Regions from separate parts of the Mus musculus genome. Here region 2 is linked to region 1. A link is a contact called in public Hi-C data. All regions are on one chromosome and are shown on one strand. Each heading gives the region's core, a stretch centred on a gene start, on an enhancer-like site or on the middle of the called end of the contact. The rest is flanking DNA. Distances are from core to core; before and after follow the strand shown. Region 1 has its middle 62 kb from the start of Gm48606. Region 2 has its middle 33 kb from the start of Gm46335.

Region 1 (3,631 bases), core at 831-3,330:
TTCACATGCAAACTTCCTCTTTAGTTATTATGTATACGCTCAGCACTGGAGAGTATGTTCCATACAAAGAAAACACAGCCCTGGAGTGAAATAACAGAGGCATGTGTGAGACCATCTGGAGAAGCTGTGTTCATCTCAAGTTAATGTGATGTGTCTGTTAAACCTCTTTGTTGCAGTTTATTTACCAAAGGCAAGGTCTGAATTTCCTTTATTTTTGACTTCAGTCCTCATAACAATGCCCATGGTATTTTGACACTCTGTGGATATCTGTTGAATAAATGAGAAGCTGCCATTATACCAAGATTTTTTGGTAGAAAATGTACAATTGATGAAATAGCTTTAAAAAAAAAGAAGAGGGAAGCCTTAATGGATTTCTCCTTGTTTGCCTATGTCTTTCTGAAATAGTTTAAAATGAGCTTTGCAAAGCGTCATCAGTGGGGACGGAGAGTGAGAAGCTGTCAGGGAGCTGGGAGGTTGTTTTGTTATCTACAGAACTGACTACAGCCCATGAGACGCCACTGTAGATGTCGGGCTTGAGAAAGGCAGGCAGATTGAGAAAAGCTTTAGAAAAAAGAAGGAATGACCCAAATGTGCGTAATTGAATCTTCATTGAGGTCTAAGGTATCCAGGAAACACTGTTTTTTTTCTTTGAACCTGAAATTCAAAGTGAAACTTAGGGTAAACATGAGTCACTGGGCGATATGAACTCAGGCAGTTCCCACAGCTTTTGGGATCTAGAAGTTACAAAACATCTTGACCTGCTGAACTCTGATGTGATAAAAGACCCAGGGATGGAATGGCTGTGAAATCATGAGGTTGTGCAGGGTATATAAGTTTACACACCTGTTAACCTATTCCAGAAAAAGGTTGGCTTGGGCCTTGCTTTTACATGGGCACTGCACATGTAATTAGGAGTGTGAAGCAGTCTCCATAGAGGGGGGGAAAACAAAAATAAATGGCTTGTAACAGGAGAGTGCTGTGCTAAGTGCAAACATAGGTGGTACAAGAATCATATGTGAAGAAGCAGAGATGCCTGAGCTATATTCAAGAAGTATGAGGAAGGTGGGAAGACACAAGCCAGAAAGGATTCCCAGACAGAGGACAGCACATTTGTTTGGATGACTCCAGCAGTGCCCATTGGCTTAGCAACAGGAATTCACACCTTTCATTTGTGTGTTGTTCCAGGTGGCTTTGGTGGCAGAGGGATCAGGAGTGAGTGTAGGGAGGTGGCAAGCCTTGCTGGTGACCCATCAGTAGAGAACAAGAGTAGGGACCCCTGAACACTTTTCTTTAATTCTAGAGCCTTTCTGTAGTGTCCGTTCTTCCTTTGAAACCACAATGATTCCTAGATGCCATTAGGAGAAGACCTATTGACATAAGCATGGTTCTAACATGGGGATCCTAAGCTATGCACCCGTACCCTGAATTTTAATTCTTGCATTAGGCGCTGGCCATGACACCATGCTTAGATCACACAAGCTCTGAGAAAGTCAGTTTATGTGTTCATAAATTGGGGGTGGTGATGCATACACACTTTGCAGATTTGTTTGTTACAAAGTCATCAGTGAGTGGGTGGGGCAGAACCCTGTAGTTTGCACTGTTATTTTGTTTGGGTCTGGAGAACACTGTTCATTTTCCTCACCTTATTCAGAATTTCTCCAACAAGTTTGAAAAGTGAGTGAGAATCTTTATTCACCTTTTGCAGATGGAAAGAAAAAAAAAAGAATTGAGCCAAATGAACATAGGCACTTAGCTGGAACACTGGAGTTGGACATGAGCCTCAGAAAACACTAGACAGAGAGACATATCTACCCCTTTACTGAATTTCCCATGCAATGATAGTTTTCCCATACTCCTTCTCCTGTCTCTGCCAAATCAGTCTGACTTGTAAGGACATATAAACATCACCTCAGATCCTATCTGATTTATTGATAAAGATGGAACCAAAATACCTCCCAGGCTGCAGGAGCTGGTTACTAGGAACCAGCCCTGCCCTTCTACCTTCCCGAGATCAGTGTAGAGTAACTCTTAAGCCTTTGCAATAGAGCTGGTTGGGGTTGGTTAGTGACAAGCAGTCTGACCTTTGTGGTTTCGTGTTTGTCTTATGACATCTCTGTGCTTCGGTTTCCTTAGTGATTCAAAGGAAGCAATTAGACACACAAGTCAAATCAAGCTATTATTCATTCAAGAGCAGGAATGAAGTTAGTGTGGGAAACATGCATATACATACAGGATGTGATGTAATATAGAACAGGATGTGACATCATGTGGAAGAAAGATGTTCAGTGGTATTAAGGAAACAAATATTTCTTAGTGTTGCCTCTCTGGACCTGAGGAATGGGAGGGTACACAGTACTTACAGACTTACAGACTCTATGGACCACTGGTTTCAGTATAGACGTAGCCTATCACAGACTAGAATTCTACTTTGCTTACATAAGAGAAGTTGAACTCTATCTTTCTGACACGGGGAAACCTTGGATGGCAGGATGGTCCTGGAATCTGTCCTAAAAGACACAGTATCTCTGTCAGTCCTGTGCCTTTATTTGTTGATGTTGGAGGAGACCTGAGTAACGTAAGCAGGAGAAGTTTTAAATAACCACGGTGAAGAGAATCTTTTTTTTCCAAGAAATAAACATTAAAATACCACAATGAGAGGAGAGGACATTCCTCAGTTGGCAGAATGTTTGCTTGGTATGGGCAAAGTTCTGGGTTCAATTTTCAAAAACACATAAACAGAGCAAAAGAGTTCATTCTCATTATCCCACGACTTCAGAGATAAAGGCAGGAGGACTGGATTCTCAGACACAGCAAGTTCAAGACCAGTCTGGTGTATATGACACCCTTTCTCAAAACAAGAAAGCAAGCAAACACCAGCAGCAGCAGCAGCAATAGTAAACACCTTGAACTTGACAAGCACTCAGGGCTTAATGTGTCATTAGGATTGTTGGAGCATGTTCCTTTACAGAGAAGATGGCCTCTAAAGGTGAACAACTGTACATGTGAAACTGGAGGGACCAACGAGGAGCTGTGAGTTGAAAATGAAGCAGAATGGGCCAGCACTTTTGAGATACCTGCACACAGCCATATCCTCTTACACAAAACTGGCAAGTTCCCACTTAGCTCCAGCCACCCACAGTGCATGGAGGAGCAGGCTCAGAGCCGGAGCAAGAACTATCAGGAAGGTACAGGCTTGGGTGATGCCTGCTTACTGTGATCCCAGAGTGCAAAGCCACCCTTAGGCTATAAGAAGATTAAATCTGCTCTTAATCCTTTACCTACCGTCTAATCTTCCTCCCATGACTTGGAGCTGATGTGTGCTTGCGTTGGACCTATTTTCCTATAATAATTAAAGTCAGAGAGTCATTCATTCATTCATTCATTCATTCATTCATTCATTTCCTCTTATTGAATTACAAACGAGGCCAAATGAAAGACGAGGCCTTCAGAGGGTTAAAATGAATATAAATACTAATCTGGGGAGGGGGACTTAGAGTCTATTAGAAAAAGTAATATGTATGTATAGATGAGTATTATACAAGGCAGAAGATGATCATTACTGTAAATAGGTTTGGAGTAGGCTCCCTTGGGCAACCAAAGAAGGGCAACCAATTTTCAGAATAAAAGTAGC
Region 2 (3,631 bases), core at 435-2,934, 240 kb after region 1:
CATAGGATCCCACATGAGAAGCTTAAAACAGCCACAGTGGATAAAGGAAGCCTACACAGGGAACTGACTTCCCCTGGAAGATCACAGGAGACCAGCATCCCCCCATGGAAAACAACTTTCAGATCTTAAGGAGAATCATATGCTGGGCTCTGTGAATTGCTTTGTATTAATGTTGAAGAAGAATTCATTTCCTTTGGAAGTACGATGACCTCACAAATTTTTGCCGACCAGGACAATCCTAAGGTCCAAAAGGATCTCTGGCAAGTGGCCCTCCACTTGGTCCTTTACTCCCAGAATCTACACCAACACTAAGGAGCCACCAGCCACTGAACTCATTGTGTGCCAGTTGCTGCATGCTAGACCCTAGCCCTTCAATCTTTGCCTTCCAGTTGGGTAGGGCCATAGTTGTGGGACCACGAACACTAAACCTGGAGAGGGAGAAAACCTAATCTTTATCAATTGGGAGTAAGTGCAAGCTCGGAAAATAGTTCTGTGACTGTTAGAACTAGATAGAGGTTACGGTAGCATAGAAACATAGCAGAGGAGAGGCCACCTAGGTAGGGGACCTACTGAGTCAAGGTGAAGAGGGAAAATATGGAACCTGGAACATGCTGAGAAATCACTGAGGTAGACATTGGAGACCAGGAGAATCTCAGCCCAGGTTCAAGTTCTTTGTGTGAAATTAGGTAAGCCAATCTCCTCTCAGAGCTGTAGGAAGGAATTGTGGGTGATCTTTTACCATTCCTATTTTCCATAATTAGCTCCTGAAATCTTTCCAGCCACTATCCTGTGCAAAGTCCAACGACACCAGTTATAGCTTTCTGGTGACTTTGACATTTCTCTTTAAAGACACACCAAATGACATCAACTTCTCTTGTACTAGCAAGCTAGTTAGGCCGAGGGCCATTACAATGAACCTTACTTCACAAACCCAAAGGGCACACATGTATGTATAAAACTTGTGTGTGCTGCTTGTGGTGGGGAGTGCTGCTTCCTCCTGGCTTTTTGGTTACTTCTGGCCAGTGTATGATGGAGAGTGTCAGCCCAGAATCAGTCAGTTATGTCCTGGTCAGAGTTGTCCCATGCCTGACTTTAGCCAGTGTCCAAGATACATGTAATTTGTCCCCATGGCCTGGGTGGCTGTTTATGGTTACCCAAGAGGAGGTGGAAGGATCTCCAGAGTTGTTTTTCTTTGATTTCCTGACTCGTATTTCTCCTGTAAAACCTTTTAAAAACTAATTTTGTGAAGAATCCAAAGCCAAAAGCATCTGGTTTGTACTGGTTCTTGCCTCTGCTGTCACCCAGTGCCCAGCTCTATGCTTTTAACTATGGTGAATAAAACTACAGTTTATATCTTTGCATGTATAAGCTCTAAAGGACACTGATAATTTATTCCTTGGCTACACATTTGTGACCACTTCATGACCAGCTATAATGCTTTGAGTAGACAGGGGGAAGCTAACTTTGATTGGGTGACATTGCTGTCCTGACCCAATGTTCCTATGTACCACATGAGATAAGGGTCTTGATTAGCATTGTTATGCCTATCTTACAGGTGAAAAATCCTTAGATCTACTTTTAAGGTTGATAATCTCATGTTCAATCACCCTAGTCTTTGGATCAAGTGATGAGAAATGATCACCTTCTCGGTAGTCCCTGTGAATAGCTTTGATCGTTACTTTTCCTTCCTGTGTGTTTCTTACCTTTGGTGACACAGAAAGCACCTGTTTTACTTTCCTTCTTATTCATCTAAGTAGTTTGAAGAAAACTGTTTGCCTTTAATGAAAAGTTGCTCCAGTAGGTTCTAAACGGTGAGGGTAGAAACTCTTGAATACCTACTGTCTACACACATCAGGCACCACACACATATCACACACACATCAGGCACACACACACACACACACACACACACACACACACACACACACACACCAGCAAAGCCTAAAGCTCTCAGGTACATTCATACACTTAGCCTGGAGATGGAACTCTATCAGTTTACAGAAAGTCAGGCAAGCAGATAGATTAAATCTGTCAATGGTAGATAATGGCAGAGTGTCTATGGTAGGGCCATTTGGGCAGTTACTGCTCTTTGACACAGTACATACCTTTCAACCTTGTCTCCCCTATAAAGACCACTTACCTCTTTTCCTGGAGTCTGTCCTGGTCCCCTTGTGTAGAGGTTGAATTGAGTATTACAAAAGACTTCCTGATGCCCTAATCTCCAGTGTCCCAGACTGTGAGTGTAGTTGGAGACGGGACCTTTTAAGAGGCAATTGAGAGAAAAATGAAGTCATTCTTGTTGGATCCAATCCCAGGATTGATGTTCTTTTAAGGAAAGAAATTGTAGACACATAGAAGAAAGCTCAGAACACAAGGCAATACCAGGCATGTGTGTTCACAGGAGAATGGCCATGGAGAGCTCTGATGAAACAGCTATGGAGAAATGTCAGGTGAAAGCAAGCCCCTGGCTCCTCCCCCTTGCACTTCTGCCCTCCAGAACTGTAAGAAAATAGACATCTTGTGTCTAAGTCACCCAGTCAGTGACAGTCTGTGCATGAACTTATGCATTCTTTAGACAAACTTTCTAACCCCAAGAAGAAGTAATTTCTCCTCCACTGAAAACATATACTACACTTAGAAATGGTTCCCTTTCCTTTTGCCTGTCTGTCTGATTGTGCATGACTCCTTTTCTAGCTATGACCTTCCCTTAAGTTGACTCATCTGTAATTAGATAGAGTTTGTTTAATCAGCAGGAAAACCTCTCCTGGCTCTTAAGTTGTCACGGACTCTTCTTATCTTACTTCACAGGGGACTGGGAACATAGTAGGTATCCAACCAGTGCTGGTTCTTTTCTCACTGCTCCTCCGTCTTTTCTGAAACTCTCTGATCAAAGAGACCTTAAATGTACACAGATGACATGCCAGTTTGCAGGGCTTCATAAAGGGCTGGAGCTGATATCTAAAGAATATCATCTCACCGTTCTAGAAGTCTAAAGTCTAGCACCAAGTTTTCAATGAGGTTAGCTGCTTGTATAGGACTGTAAAGGGGGGAAAATCTGTCCTGTGATATTCTAGCTCCTGCTGGCTTGCTGTCCATCTTTGGCATTCTTTGGCTTATAGAACATTTGCCCAGTCTGCTTTTATCTTTACATGCATTCTACATCTGTCTATATTTTATCTTGGGATAAAGATTCCAAGCATGCCAGACAGTGATCAACCATGGTGACTATATCTCAACTAATTGCATCTGCAGGAAAGCTGTGTTCAAATGAGTCAGATTCTGAGGCAGTAATGGTTACTATCTAGTTGTATAGACTGTGGGGAGGGTATGGGCTGGCACAGTTCAGGCCTAATAGTCATTTTAGCTGACACCAAAATCTCACTTTGAACAACCAGCCACCTTCCTAGTCACTCTGTGTGGACGGCTTAAACCTTCATTGTTTTCTTCTTCTTCTTCTTCTTCTTCTTCTTCTTCTTCTTCTTCTTCTTCTTCTTCTTCTTCTTCTTCTTCTTCTTCTTCTTCTTCTTCTTCTTCTTCTTCTTCTTCTTCTTCTTCTTCTTCCTCTTCTTCTTCTTCTTCTTCTTCTTCTTCTTCTTCTTCTTCTTCTTCTTCTTCTTCTTCTTCTTCTTCT

What was found. Hi-C and Micro-C count contacts between places; a contact is called where the count stands out from the background.
Region 2: a contact with region 1 is called in a Hi-C map of embryonic fibroblasts, with 2.7 times the contacts expected there. The contact joins two enhancer-like sites. A contact is called at or near these places in 2 of 39 promoter capture datasets (the C10 cell line and cranial neural crest), 2 of 484 Hi-C or Micro-C datasets (CD4 T cells and embryonic fibroblasts) and 1 of 115 datasets of contacts at active chromatin or transcription factors (cardiomyocytes).

What each region holds. Positions count from the first base shown.
Region 1 is chr12:16,168,845-16,172,475 of GRCm38.p6, reverse strand. No RefSeq gene overlaps it. Among named protein-coding and RNA genes, the nearest start is that of Gm48606, 62 kb to the left of the region's middle. Within about 2 kb of position 2,080, at least 43 of the 459 cell types and tissues checked have an H3K27ac peak or open chromatin away from gene starts, as enhancers often do.
Region 2 is chr12:15,928,409-15,932,039 of GRCm38.p6, reverse strand. No RefSeq gene overlaps it. Among named protein-coding and RNA genes, the nearest start is that of Gm46335, 33 kb to the right of the region's middle. Within about 2 kb of position 1,684, at least 9 of the 459 cell types and tissues checked have an H3K27ac peak or open chromatin away from gene starts, as enhancers often do.